Linked DNA regions of Mus musculus: all the other regions are linked to region 1. The links are chromatin contacts, called in public HiChIP or PLAC-seq maps. All regions are on one chromosome and are shown on one strand. Each heading gives the region's core, a stretch centred on a gene start, on an enhancer-like site or on the middle of the called end of the contact. The rest is flanking DNA. Distances are from core to core; before and after follow the strand shown.

Evidence for each region. HiChIP or PLAC-seq counts read pairs in DNA pulled down with a chosen protein or histone mark.
Region 2: an H3K4me3 HiChIP or PLAC-seq map of forebrain shows a contact between it and region 1, with 6 times the contacts expected there. The contact joins two enhancer-like sites. A contact is called at or near these places in 3 of 484 Hi-C or Micro-C datasets (cerebral cortex and cortical neurons) and 4 of 115 datasets of contacts at active chromatin or transcription factors (astrocytes, embryonic stem cells, forebrain and 1 more).
Region 3: a contact with region 1 is called in an H3K4me3 HiChIP or PLAC-seq map of forebrain, with 18 times the contacts expected there. The contact joins two enhancer-like sites. A contact is called at or near these places in 2 of 484 Hi-C or Micro-C datasets (cerebellum and embryonic fibroblasts) and 5 of 115 datasets of contacts at active chromatin or transcription factors (SST interneurons, VIP interneurons, embryonic forebrain and 2 more).
Region 4: an H3K4me3 HiChIP or PLAC-seq map of forebrain shows a contact between it and region 1, with 4 times the contacts expected there. The contact joins the promoter of Glt28d2 here to the enhancer-like site in region 1. A contact is called at or near these places in 8 of 39 promoter capture datasets (the SN4741 cell line, cranial neural crest, embryonic stem cells and 5 more) and 1 of 115 datasets of contacts at active chromatin or transcription factors (forebrain).
Region 5: an H3K4me3 HiChIP or PLAC-seq map of forebrain shows a contact between it and region 1, with 7 times the contacts expected there. The contact joins two enhancer-like sites. A contact is called at or near these places in 4 of 39 promoter capture datasets (cranial neural crest, frontonasal cranial neural crest, maxillary cranial neural crest and 1 more), 3 of 484 Hi-C or Micro-C datasets (cortical neurons, embryonic fibroblasts and embryonic retina), 3 of 115 datasets of contacts at active chromatin or transcription factors (VIP interneurons, astrocytes and forebrain) and 1 of 9 other capture datasets (embryonic stem cells).

Annotation. Positions count from the first base shown.
Region 1 is chr3:84,954,645-84,957,344 of GRCm38.p6, reverse strand. Fbxw7 (F-box and WD-40 domain protein 7) reads right to left here. Exons shown (of 14, transcript NM_001177773.1): 5 at 2,388-2,470. Among named protein-coding and RNA genes, the nearest start is that of Gm30944, 67 kb to the left of the region's middle. Within about 2 kb of position 1,319, at least 6 of the 459 cell types and tissues checked have an H3K27ac peak or open chromatin away from gene starts, as enhancers often do. A contact at or near this core is called in cortical neurons and forebrain, where this site is marked.
Region 2 is chr3:85,660,958-85,663,657 of GRCm38.p6, reverse strand. It overlaps Fam160a1 (family with sequence similarity 160, member A1), which reads left to right. Exons shown (of 12, transcript NM_172682.3): 12 at 2,440-2,700. The coding sequence ends at 2,693. Among named protein-coding and RNA genes, the nearest start is that of Gm40082, 50 kb to the left of the region's middle. Within about 2 kb of position 1,292, at least 10 of the 459 cell types and tissues checked have an H3K27ac peak or open chromatin away from gene starts, as enhancers often do. A contact at or near this core is called in cortical neurons and forebrain, where this site is marked.
Region 3 is chr3:85,494,927-85,497,626 of GRCm38.p6, reverse strand. No RefSeq gene overlaps it. Among named protein-coding and RNA genes, the nearest start is that of Gm31419, 4.5 kb to the right of the region's middle. Within about 2 kb of position 1,321, at least 5 of the 459 cell types and tissues checked have an H3K27ac peak or open chromatin away from gene starts, as enhancers often do. A contact at or near this core is called in forebrain, where this site is marked.
Region 4 is chr3:85,886,068-85,888,767 of GRCm38.p6, reverse strand. It overlaps Glt28d2 (glycosyltransferase 28 domain containing 2), which reads left to right and starts at 1,250. Exons shown (of 2, transcript NM_177130.3): 1 at 1,250-1,641.
Region 5 is chr3:85,922,819-85,925,518 of GRCm38.p6, reverse strand. No RefSeq gene overlaps it. Among named protein-coding and RNA genes, the nearest start is that of Gm26204, 16 kb to the right of the region's middle. Within about 2 kb of position 1,353, at least 76 of the 459 cell types and tissues checked have an H3K27ac peak or open chromatin away from gene starts, as enhancers often do. A contact at or near this core is called in forebrain, where this site is marked.

The sequences.
Region 1 (2,700 bases), core at 70-2,569:
ACTGTAGCAGACACACACACAGACACACACACACACACACACACACACACACACACACACAGACACACACACACACACACACACAGACACACACAGACACACACACACAGACACACACACACACACACACACACACACACACACACACACACACACACAGACACACACACACACAGACACGCTGGTGGCTCCTCTAAGCTGGTTCAAGCACCTCAAACCAGGTAATGTGAGCATTTCTGCCTTACAGGTGGTATTAACGTTCAACAAAACTAGACCTGTGGAAGAATCCTCAGCTCACTGAACTATGATAATAAAGTATCTTAAATCCAAAGAGCAGACAGCTCACATCTGTTATCACAGCACTTGAGGATGAGGCAGAAAGACCATTTTAAGTTTGAGGCAAGCTACATAGTGAATTCTAAGTCAGGCTGGGTTACAGTGAATTTGTTTACAAAACAAACAAAAAAAAACCAACAAAAAAACCCCAACAAAACAAAACCAAAAAGAAAAGAATTAAAAAAGAAACACAAAGAGCACATGTAACCTGTACCATAACAACTGATTTTCAACCTCTGACAAATCGCTAATGAAGAAACTCTTAATTTTTTAAAACGGTACATAAATCACTATTTTATAGAAAAATCTTTATGCCTGCACCCTTTGAATTTTTTAATATTTATTTACAACAATCTCTAATATTCAACTAGCAAATCAATCTTTCCTTCATTCAAATCCAAAAGCAAATTCAGTTTCTTTTTCTCCAAAATAAAACAGGCTGTGTTAATAGTTAAAGTCTCCTAAGGAGGCAGGAGAATACAAAATGAGTTTTATCTTATTACCTGTCAAAAAAAAACCTGTCAGAATCATTACTGAATATCAAACATATATGTTACTAACTGACAAAATTGTGTCAAAGACATGGAAATAAATATGTATTGACTCTAATTCTCCTTTAGTAGGATTCCTTGTTAAAAGGCTGTTGCTGTCTTGATATAAAAAGTAGGCAACAAAAATTTTATGAGAATGTGTTCTGTACCAAAAGTTTTATTCTAAAACAGCTGATCATTTAATACTTTTGTTTTGGTATTGTCTTTAATAGAAGACCAAAATAATGTGAACAGACTGAAATCTGTGCATTAAAAAAATTACATTTACAATTAGTTTAACATCAAACAACTTCCTCATCTGAGAAATATATCATCAAGGTTAGAAGGAAAACCAAAATGACGTGAATATTTGCGGTGTCTCTCTATCCCTCCACACCCTCTGGTGGAAGCAAGCGCCCAACAGTGAAATTGTCAGACAGCAGAGGGGAGGGGAGAAGGGCTGTACAGAGAACGAAGCTTTCTTCATCTCTTTAGCATCATCTTGCCAGAGCTTTCTGTATGTAAAGTTATCCTAAGCAGTATGATTCCTTGATTACCCAGGAGCATTAAATATATTTCCACAATTGAACAAAATAAAAACAAACTGTATGTATGGGGTGTGTGACAATTTGTAATGATGTTTTAGAAAATCTTGTATCTAGGCAATGTTAATTTTATTCTGTTTCACAGAATAAAAATAACTAAATCAAAATTTTTTTTTTTAAAAAAAGATCCTAACCATAATGTCCTTGGAATTTCTACTGTTCACTCTGACCAGTTATTCAATAAAAGTGACAGTTATACAAAAGTGGGGGAGGGGACCACAGAGTTCTTAGATACTTTTGTCATTTAAATGTTAAAATTCAGCATTTCAAGTGACATCCAAAACCATGTTTAATTGGCTGGGAAATGAGATATTGTGCTTAAGTTAGTCTAATTAGCGTGAGAGTGGGCAAAGTTTTATACTGACGCAAAATCCAAAAATGATGGAGTGAAGAAGGAAACAAGACTACAATTGTATTTAGTTGTTATGGAAACTATTCTACAAGTGTAGAAATGTATGTGTTAAAACATAAAACCCATCATGCCAATAAATGGGGATTTCTAATACATTCATTCCATGAAGTAAGTTTTAGTAACCGGGAGATTTACCTCACTGCTAATAAATTTATCTTCGATTTGGTATATGAAAGTAGCTACCCTAAAACAGCAGTTGCTATAGTAACCAGAGACATTTCCTCGCGGTTTACTGTTTAGAAGTCCTTAAAATTGTGACTTTGCAATCTTGTTTAAAGAACTCCAGCATGTGTCTCCCATCAGAGTATCAGTGAGAAAGTCCAAGATGGACAGTGCCAGCCCTTCTGCTTGGGTTGAGCCTCATGCCCTTCCCCGTTTCTGTAATGTTAAAACACATTTCAACAACCAACAACACTGAATACAGTAGCACTATTATTCTTCGAAAACAAATTCAAAGAAATGTTTCCAGATGACATGCCCGCCTACCCCTCTATTCAACGTTACCTGGTATAATCTGAGACTTTGCATGGTTTCTTTCCCAAAGAAAAGGAACGAACTTCAGAACCATGGTCCAACTTTCTTTTCATCTATAAAGTAAAACAGATAAAATAAAAAAAATTACTTGGTCCATTATCAGACTTTGAGTTTGCATGCTAATATTTAAAAACTGTTAAATTTTCATGTGTCTAAAATGATGATTATTAGTAGGTTAATCAGAAAATATATTACGCAGTTTTTCCTATTTGCTTTACTCTTATGGACTGGATAGGTAATGTTCCCTTAGTATTCTACTGGGAAGAGCAGTGTTAGGTGAGGG
Region 2 (2,700 bases), core at 43-2,542, 710 kb before region 1:
TTCTCAGCAGAAAGGAGGAGAAGGAGGAAGAAAAGGAGGAGGAAGAAGAAAGAACTCCCACTCAAATACATTAAAACTACACAATAATAGTGCCATGACCCGACTTAATGTAAAGACTCCTTTAACTGAGCTCTGATTCTAGAAGGTGGCTAGATGCTAACCCATTTTACAGCAAAGGAAACAGCCTTGGTGATCCAGGCCAGGGTAATCACTCAAATCTGCCTACTTGTGACACATTGAAAGGCCATCTCCTGGTGGTAAGCCAGCTCGGGTCCACCCCAGGGGATGCTGGAACTGCCTGAAGGATGTCCCTGTAAGTCTTCGGACCCCTTTGCTGCTCTTCTGTGTCATGAACAATGATTTGTGGATTCAAGCTGGGCAGGCAAACCTTAGCAGTGACATCTCCAATTCACAAGTCACGCTAGATGTAAAAAATCCACAAAGAGCATGGTTTAGCGAGCAGGGTGGGGTTGAGTTGGGAAGTGGAGGTTAGGCGTGAGAGGCAGCTCTAAGGAGAACTTGAGTGTGGAGGAGTGGGGGGTTATTTCCTTGGTCACACATTCTGCAAAGTGTTGTAGGCTCCCTGGATAGACTGGCCAGGGTTTGTGAGACATTCTCAGGGGGCTTGGCTCTTGAAAAGAGCAGTGTGTGGCTGAAACCCTGTGCCAGCCTCCAGTGAATGGGGCAGGGACCCGGGCAGAGAGGGGCTTTCGGGAAGTGAGTGGCAGCTGAAGTGGGCCACATGCAGTCTAGTGTGGCCCCTGTGTATTGATACCTGGTGACTCACTTGATCATTATAGCAATGCCATGAGCTTCTGACAGTCAGAGGAAGTGAGAGCACAGAGAGGTGAAGCCACTTGCCTGGAGTAGCCCAGCTGGTAGGTAGGTCACAGAATCTGTGCTCTTAGCTATAGTCCCAGTGCCTCTGAAGCTTAGTAAGATGTGGGTGAAGGGAAATGTGGGGACGGAGCTGCAGGGGACGAGGCAGCCAGCACAGCATAGATTCCAGTCTGGGTGTTCTGATCCCCAGTGGATCCAGGCCAGCTTCCCCAGTGAGCTCCGATGGCTCGTGGGAGACCTGAAGTGTCTGAGGACCAGTGTGGGTGGGTCACCAAGGCTGACCTTGGGCCTCTGCATTGTTAATACCCCTGATGGGGCTAGAGGGAGCTCTGATAAGAGATAGTAGGAGACAGATTCTCAACAACTTCTCTGTGACACGAACTGTGATATGCTTTAATCCAAAAGGATATTTAAAGCAGCAAAGTAGAGGATTTTTTTTAACACTAAAGACTATAGTAGTGAGATGTAGAAAGTACTATAAATGTCAAGAATTTTTAGTGCCGTCGTTAAGCAACACTCTGAAAAGTGTTGAAAAATGGGGCTGAATTCTAAAAAGCAGCCAGAATAATGAAGAGCCTGGATACCGTGATTTGGGAGGGTTGATGGGATCATTTGGGGAGGGGCAGAGGTGGCATAAAGAACTCCTACAAACATATGAGGGCTGGAGAGCTCAGGAATCAGTCAGGGAGATTGAACCATTTTAATTAGGAGAACCGATTTGGTATAAAAATGCAAATCAGCTGGATGTGTTGGAACCTGGGCTCGTGCCATCTTAGATTTATGTTGCTGAGGGAGACACAGGCCCCTGGAGCCCTCTTTAAGTGCTGGCTGTCCAAGCCCTTTGTTGCCATTAGATCCTGATGGCTGTGTGAATTCTTAGCCTAGTCCATCCCATTATCTCTGGTGATCTAGAGGGATCTCTTACTCTTCTTGTGTTCTGGAGGCTAGAGGACCCAGACAGAATGGGCTGGGGTTTCTGGGAAGCTGAGGTCAGAGCAATAGCTGCAGAACACAGGAGTTTAAGGAGCTGCACCTGGTGACCAGGGTGGCCCTGGCAGGAGTAGAGTAGTTGGCTCAGTACTGGGTATCAGGAGAGCAGAGGGGCCACAGGTGTCTTTGGTAGATTTCCCATGAGCCCAGTCTCCACTCAACTGTCAGCAGTGGTAGCAGGAGCTATTGGAAGTCAGTCTGTCTGCCTACTGTCTGTGTCTGTCCATCTATCCATCCATCCAGTCAGGGGTTTGCTGTTGCCCAGGTTGATCTTGAACTACTGAGTCACATGACCCTTCTTCCTTGATCTCCCAGATAATCAGGACTTCAGGGTGTCAGTACAGTGTCTAGCTGGGAATTTCTTGCCAACCCGGTATTATTGCCACATCTCTTCCTGTGTATGTGATTTCAGATAGACAGTTCTGTGTTACAAGCTGAGTGCTAGCTATGACAAGCTGGACAAGCTTGTCATGGAGAATATCAGGGCTGTCTGCAGATCTAGTCGGGAGAGGAACTGCACCCACTACTATTCCCTCCATGAATCCACTTGCCCCTTACACACACACTTGTCATGTAAGAGTCCCAGAACTGTCTTCTTTCTGTTTTCAGATCCCATTCAGGAGATCTCCAGGCCAGAAAGTGACAAGACCCTTTTGGATGGCCCTCCACGTGTGCTTCAGCCCTTCCTAGGCAACAGAGCCAAGGTGACCAGGGCACCCCCAAACCTGCCTCTGCCAGTGAAGAACACCATGCTGGCTGCTGCTCTCTTCCCAGAGTTCCTGAAGGAGCTGGCAGCCTTGGCCCAAGAACACTCCATTCTGTGTTACAAGATCCTGGGAGACTTTGAAGACTCTTGCTGTTAGCTTTTTA
Region 3 (2,700 bases), core at 72-2,571, 540 kb before region 1:
TCCCACTATGTTAATTCTTAATTTTCGAATGGCAGCTGGAAAGGTGGCTCACTACAGGACCTGAGGTGGTGACCAAAGGCTGATGGTCAAACAGTTCTGTAAAGGTGTGGGCAGGTCGCTGAGGTCTCAGGGGCAGTGATCAAAGATCGACCTTTGCTATTCACTGTGGTCTGAGGACCAGCAGAATCGTGTGACTTTACAGTGTGACAACAGATCAGTGTGCATTTACAGTACTACCTGATCCACAGCCATATTCTAAACCTATTGGATCCAAATGCACACACATTTTTAATTATAGGTGATTTGTTTGCACATAAAAGATTAAGCGGCTCTTGTACATCCCAGCAATTCCCTGTTGGTAGCAGCCCAGAGTTTTTAAAGACAGGACCAGCTTTGCTAGCCCACTGGGAATGGAAGCTCATTCGGCGCATTCTCTTTTCAGCAAAAACCTAAGAATGGGCAGGCATGCGTCCCCCACCAGCTGTACAATACAACATTTAAAAAAAAAAAAAAACTTACTTTTCCTCCTGGAAACAAACCATCCTTCCTAACTGCCTTTGATTCTGGCAAAGCTGTCAACCATCAAGATGAGCACCTGATTGAAACTGGATAGGAATCCTCCCCACCCCCCACAGTGGGACTGGTAGGCATGTCCTCCTAGCACATGGGTGGGGACCTGTGGGATCAAAAAGCCAAACATACCTTCCTAGCACATGTGCGAGGACCAGTAAGAGCGCAAAGCCAGAGGAGTCAGGGCTGAAAGACAGAGACAGAGACATCATTTGAACACCTCAGCACAATTGTTCCAGAAGTAAGACCACCCTTGGGCTCCAGCTTGAGTGAGCCTATAAACGCACAGCTTAGTTTAAAGCAGTCATAGGTGGGTTCTTCTGCTCTTTAGCTAAAATAAGGCCCAGACGATACGGTCTTGAAAATTAGATTATCAGCTCGTCTAAACTGGAAGCATTTATAGCTGGACACATGAGAATAAATGAGAGGAATACATTCTCTGGTGGTTCACAACCTGGAATTTGACCAGTGTGTGAATGAATTTGTAAGGTGCATGTATGTTTACATTTAATCTGAGCCTGACTAAATGTAGGTGGTTTAAAATGTTTAGACACTCCTGAGCCCTAAATACTGGTTTTCTGTATTGTAATGCAGCAGAAGGCTATATTTATTTTCTGGATTTAGAGGCAATGTGTCCTGAAATTAATATTTAAATTTATGCCAACTAACATGCAAATGAGCACGGCACTGGCGTTTTAAAACCAAGAGGATGGGATTGCAGCACTGACACTTCAATGGTGCTGATGCTTGGATGAGACAAGACAAAGAGGGCTAAAATGCAGATGGGATGGTTCCCTTGAACGAGCCAATGCAGGTGGGGTATTTACGGCTCTGTAAAGTGTTTTAAAACAGGAAACAGTATCTCAACTTAAAATAGTGATTTAACCATTCATTAATTTACTCAATGCAAACACGGCAACTTTTCTGAAATGGTGTTGCCAGTAAACACAATCTACAACCCACCCACACACACAAAAATGTATTTTTATTCCTGCCAAACATCAAAATTTAAGCCTGCAATTGTTTGCTCTGGTTTTCTGTTCAGTGAACGGTTGTTATTCACTGTAAGCCATATATTTCATCATTGTATACCTACTTTAATATGTGTGGTGTGTACATATTTTATGCTAATCAGCTAAGTTATACACAACAGAAACTTGGCAGGTCATACTTTAAATGAGGTGGATTTTTTTGAAAGTAAAATAAAATGTCTGAGGTTGACGGTCTGGTGGGGTGTCCTAGTGGTTAGTGAGGACTGAAGCTGCCTCTGGGTTTTTGAAGCACAAAGCCTAGGATGCAACTTCTCTCCTCTAGGTGGCTGCTGGGTCTCTCTGGCCGCACCAGCCAACTTCTCTACAGCAGATGGAAGGAAGAAGTTTGCCTTCTCTCTTTAAATGGAACTCTCTAAATGATCCCCCTTTAGCTCGGAAGCCATGTGTAACAAATAATAACAAAGGTTATTATTTTGAGTATTCTATTTTAAGAAATAGAAAACAGGTGTGCTTAAGTTTGAATCTTAACTGTCTCTCATGTGATGACACTGCAGTCCACAGCTTAGTGCTATCAGAGCCACTGGAAGCTTCCAGAGGTAGGAGGTGCAAGGTCGTTGATGGGTGTGTCCTCGGAGAGATAGAACCCTGGCCCCTTCTTCCCCTCTTCCACGTTTTGACCATGGGGTGAGCATCTTTCTTCTGCTTCTTCCCATTGTCATCTGGCACAGGCTTAGTAGAAATGGGACCAAACAAGCATGGATTAGAACCTTTGAAGCCATGAGCCAAGATGAAACTCCCTGTAAGCTGATTATCTCAGTTGTTCAGTATAGTGATAGAAAGCTGGCCAATAAAAGGTATTTAAAAGGCACTGGCCAAACTGTGCTCTAGATATTAAATATATATTTGTCAGTATTTTTATTGTCTGTACTAGCAACCAGCTTCTTAGGGTCAAGAGTCTGCTTTGATGAAAATAAATTATTATTGTATCTTTAATGCTATTTTATGTTTATCTTGCATGGCTTCTATTGTGTTACTTACTATTACGCATATGCACGTGTGTCCGTGTTGGGAGTCTATGCACATAGTTATGCACAGAGGACAGAAGAGGGCATCAAATCTCCTGGAGTTGGAGTTACAG
Region 4 (2,700 bases), core at 1-2,500, 930 kb before region 1:
AGTTTGTACCATCCAGTTGCTATGGGTGCAAGGAAAATTAGAAAACTAGATCTGCCCGATTTTGGTTATCTCCGGAGGTCATTCATGCAGAACAAAGGAAGACTCTTCCTCAGAAGCAGGATTTGGTGAGGCGCCAGTAGGATGCTGTGGTGGAAAACCTCCACATCCGTTTTCTCAGACTGTGGTGTAGCCCCATCCGCTGGGAGGAGGACTCAATTCAAGTTTCAGCCACACTAACCACAGGGCAATGCAAATAGCAAGAGAGCCGCTAACCAAGATTCAAATTCCTCCTATGGGATTTAAAGTACAGGAAGCAGAGCCTGGACAGACCGTCCAAGCACATAGGGCGTGGAGACTGAAGGGGAGAGCTGGCGTGGCATGCTGTTCTCAGTCCTTAGGCAAAGGTCGCCCCAGGTCGAGGGTTGGGCCCTGGAAGAGGATAATGTACCACACAGTGCCAAAGGGCCACCACCTCCCTGCTGTTCTCCATTCTCCTGAGCTCCGAGTTGCGAACTTTCATCCTTGCTAAGGACTATTCATTTAACAGCCCTTTCTTTTTGGCTGGAGGTAGGGTGGCAGTGGGGACAGTTGCCAGTGAATGAACGACACACACCTATGCAATACCCTCAAGCTCACAAATAAGGTCCGAACGACTAAAATTACCCCTAAGAAACTAAACTGCAAAACTGCAACTCTTTGCTTCCTTGCTGGAACCAAATGGCCTCCTGTTCATTCAGGCGAGTTTTCCAGTCCAGTAAAAGGAGATCACGTTCATCTTTTGCCTCAGATCTACTGGGACTGTCCTGTCATGTTAAAGTTCAAATATCTCAGGAAGACGAGACCAGGCGAAGGGAATCCGCGTGGGGCGATGCGTACGGCTCCGCACTCAAACCTTCTGGAAGTGGGAAATCTAAGACGTCCGCGCGTCGCGGTGTGCAGCTTCCTTTCCTCAGAAAACCCTAGAAACCAGCCGGGCGTGCCTGCCTGTCAGGCGTGACGCGGGAGGAGGGATGAAGTTCGCCAGAGAGGCGAGCCCCCAAGGGCGAGGCGTCCTCCACAACGCTCCAGTTCAAGTTTCGGTGGAAACTTTCTCGCAGAGGCCCCGCCCCCTTCACCTAGGAAACCGGTGCGCGCTGTAGTCGCGCAATTCGAGTCTCCCGAGCACCTGGCGGAGGCGGGTCTGGGCGACAGGGCGGGGCTTACTGGGGGCGGGGTCGGAGGCGGTGGAGGCCCTGGGGGCGGGGCCCCTGAGTCGCTCGGCAGGTTGGGCCCCGCCCCTGCCACCTCCCTGCCTCGGAGGGTGCGGGCTGTGGGGCGGGGACCAGCCCGAGACCTGCGAAGCTCCGTCACCCGCTGACGTGCTGGAGAAAAGTTGTGCCCCGACCTTCTCTAGCTGGGTGATTTGTCCCCGGGTCCTCAGACTGAGTTGAAGCCAGGGCTGGAGGTCACCGCGCCCAGACGCCCGAGGGCAGCTGCCCGGGCGCCTGGAGTTGGGTGTTAGGCCCAGAGGAGCCGGCTCAGTCCTCTGTTGTGCCCTGTGCGCTGGAGGCTCGGTTGTTCTCCCGCACCCGGGACCGTCGCACAAACTTTCTGACTGTCTAGGGGACACTGCGTAGCAGGAGGATCCGCGGCCGCACGCAGGTAAGAAATCTGTGCTTGAAGGCTTGCTTTTATTTTATTTTAGGGTGTTGGAGGAGGAAGAGACTGTCCCGAGAACCTCCTTCCTGCATCCTGCTGGGTGGCAGGAGCAGGTTTTGGAGAGAGGACTGGTAGGACGGCTGGGGAAGTCCAGTGACTACCCGGGACGCTGGGGGCTCCTGCAGGCGACGTTACTCAGGACTGACCCTGGAAGAAGAAGGCCAGCTTGTTTTGACGGAGGAAGATGTCATCAGGCTCTCCACCTCTTTTCTCAGTCCCTTGGGTCGCAGCGCCTGGGTCCCCCAGGAATAATTGGCAGAGACGATGAGATCTAGGTCTGTCTTCCTCTCCAAACCTTTCCTGGCATACACCAGAGTCAGAGGCGGTGCCACTGGGCTTGCAGCACTTTCCTGCTGTGAGGAATTTATTGTTGGGTTACTGTTGCTCAATTTCATAAATTCTCTGATGAAACTGAGTTTGAGTTATGGTTATCAGTGTGTGTATATGTATGTATGTGCGCGTGTGTGTGTGCTTGTTTTCCCTGGTTTCAACAAAGCTCCCTTGTTAACCCCACTCCTGCGAGGTTAGCTAGCTATTGTTTTATTTCAAGCTCGGGTGGGTGAGGTGTTGGGGGTGACAGCTACTGTGTTTGCTTGGAGTTTTGGGACTCCTGTGAGTGGGTGCTGAGAATTAGCCCAGGTTGGCTTTAGCCTCCTGTACTTGACAGATCAGCTGTCAACTATTCTACAGGTATTGCAGCCCTAGCCATCCAGGCGCAGGGGGTACCACATCCCCTCCTTTAAGAGAAAAGAGCTCCAAATGAAGACAGGCTGTTCTCAGGAGGAGGAAGGGGGTGGGGTGGGCGGGGGAGATGGCAGACCAATTGTTGCTTTCTTTAGATGGGGCCTACTACTCTGTGGGCTGCTCTGGGAGGGCCCTGCTATCAAGTTCATCTCATTAGGAAGTCAGCTGCTTTCAGCTAATAGCCATAGCAGCTCTGATGAAATTATATAGGTCATTGAAAAATAATTCCTGCTTAATCACCTTTATCCTGTTGATTAG
Region 5 (2,700 bases), core at 104-2,603, 970 kb before region 1:
CTCAGGAGTGGAAAGGGCTGAGGGTAGATGGTTAGCCTTAAGGTTCAGCTATGACTGAGTCCAAGGGCAAGTTTAGCTCCATGAAAGTAAAGTCATATCTTGGATGCACGGTGCAGGACAGGAGTGGCCAGGGTTGTCCTGAGCCAGGGTAGGAAGCTCACATACCTCAAGTGACAGACTTGGGTAGGGAGCCAGCAGTTTCCATGGGAACATCAGTTGCTTTTAGAAGAAAGAATGGTTGGTAGACATCAAGCCTAGCAGATCTCTACAACCAGTCCTGCCTTCAAGGCGTGCTCCCCCTGCCTCAGAAATTCTTACTCTTAGAACTATGTCTTTATGACTTGAGCCTCAGGAGTTCTCTTCAGTACTGTAGATATTCTGAGGCAAAGGTTTGCAATGCCGGTGGTATATTAGAGTCACGTGGGTAGCCAAAAACTCTTTTGGGAATGTGGGTGTCTGAGCTCACCATCTTAAGCTCATCAATGGGCTGGCGGTACAGCATCAGTTGTAGACCGCTTTCTTAGCTTTCCTGAGGCCATGGGTCCATATGCAGTACTGAAAAAGGAAGCAAGCAAACAAAACCATCCACACTCCAAACTTTGACCCTACTGGAAGAGTTTGAAAGGAGCAGTACTTTGTGCACAGTTGAGAGCCTATCTCTCGGACCTTCCTTCTCCTCCCTTGCTCTTTCTTCTTGATGTCAGTGTCTGTGGCCATTTAGTAGTTGCCTCAGGAACACTGACAGAGCTAAGTATAACGGAACTGCATGAAGAGAATGTATTGTATCATACACCACCTTGTTCCGGGTTTCTGCACACTAGATTTCTACTGTGTCACTTTGGGACTTACTGTCTCCAAGATATGAGAAAGGATGGGTAACGTGAGGAACCTTTCCAGCCCTGTAGGGGAGGAGATCGGATTGTGGGGCAGGACTGTTTACAGTCCATGTAGCATGTGGAAGACAACCAAACCCACTGGAATCCAAAGAATGCCGAGCCTTAGGAGTTCTTGCTAGCATGTGGAAAGTCCCACAGAGAAGAATAATCTCCACTTGTTTGAGGGCTTCCTTCAATATGACTAAAGGACGGTGTGGGGGAGAGGGCGGGCGCTACAGCTGGGTAGGTTTTTGTTTGTTTTAGTTAAATGCTCAAGGCACTAAAGTAGTGTTTATTACAAGGGAAATATCACACAGACTATCAGTTTGGGCTTGTAAATTTCCAATTTGAGAGTTGAAGGAAAATGGTCACAGTTTTAAATTGGATTTAAAAAATCGGTCAGGAAAGGAATCTAAGCAGCTTTGCTGAGGCCTCCGTGCTGCAGTACCACCCATGGCCACAGGGATGCAGTGCAGCTCAGCAGACAGTAGGAACCCTGGAGAGGCGGGTTCCAGGGAATCCTCGCTAGGGCAGTAAAAACCGACCTCCTGGAACCAGGGGGAAGACATTCTTTATCCCTGCCATCCATGTCGCCCCTCAGTTCTAAGCTCTGTGGTTTATTAAACGACAGTTACTACAGGCTTATTGCACGTTCCCTTACTCCAGTGCGCAGTGGTCTTGCCTTGGGAAAAATTTCGAAGTAATAGAAATATCTAATGATGAAGGGCTGGTAAAATGACTTGCTAAATGTTCATACAAAAGAAAACAGTGCAGCTATGTAACTGTGTTCCAGACATTATTTTAAAGGCAGGGAAAATGATAAACGAGAATAAATTTTGTAAATAAATAAATAGCCCGTTATGGTGACAAATTTGTAACCCCCTGTACTCAGGGGGCTAAGTAGGGCAGGGGGATTACAAGTTAGAGACTAGCTTGTGTCTCACAATGGGACTTTATCTAAAAAAGAAAAAAAGAAGTGTGTGTGTGTGCCTGGGAATTGAGGAGGTGGCTTAGCTAGTAAAGTGCTTGCCGCTAAGCACGAGGACCTGAATTTGGAAAGCAGGGCGCTGTAACCCTAGAGCTGCAGAGGCAGACGGGAGGATCCCTGGGGTCTGCTGGTCAGCTCGCTCTAGGTTCAGCAAGACCCTGGCTCAGAAGCTAAGGTGTCAGGTAGTTAAGGTAAGTCACTCCCATGTAAACCTCCATTTCATGAATGCCCGAAAAATAGGCATATGTGTGCCCACAAATACCCACCCCCGCAGTCAAACAACGACAATAACAAAAGCAAAGTCCAGATACCCAAACGATTTGAGATTCTAGTGTTCTTAAAGTGTTTAAGAGGCACATACACATAATAAAATCTCTAATTGGTAGACTTATTGTTGAAGTCTAATTTTCCTCTTATGTTTTATAATTTTATAAAATAAGAAACAAAAGCACTTTTATAGTTAGGAGAAAATTATTGAGGAAAATAACGGAACAGATGGATATCCAGTCTTGCACGTGAAGAAGAGGACAGATCCTAGCTAGCTGAGGCTGGAGATGCTTGCTGTATTGGCCCACGTTTGCTGACTGATAGGCTGGCTCGCCCTTAATGTTAGCCAGGGATGGAGAAGCCGACTCAAAAGGCCTTGGAAAGAGCATTTCAACAAATCACTAATTAGTCGTAATTATATGTGATTATTGACTTTCTTATGGATTTAAAATTTCCCTGTAGTAAGCACACACAGTTTATTTAAAATACTTACAAATAGAAGTATATATGCAAATATTGGCTATTGAATTGTCACTTATATTTTCCTTTAGTTTAGTCTTTGCACTTATT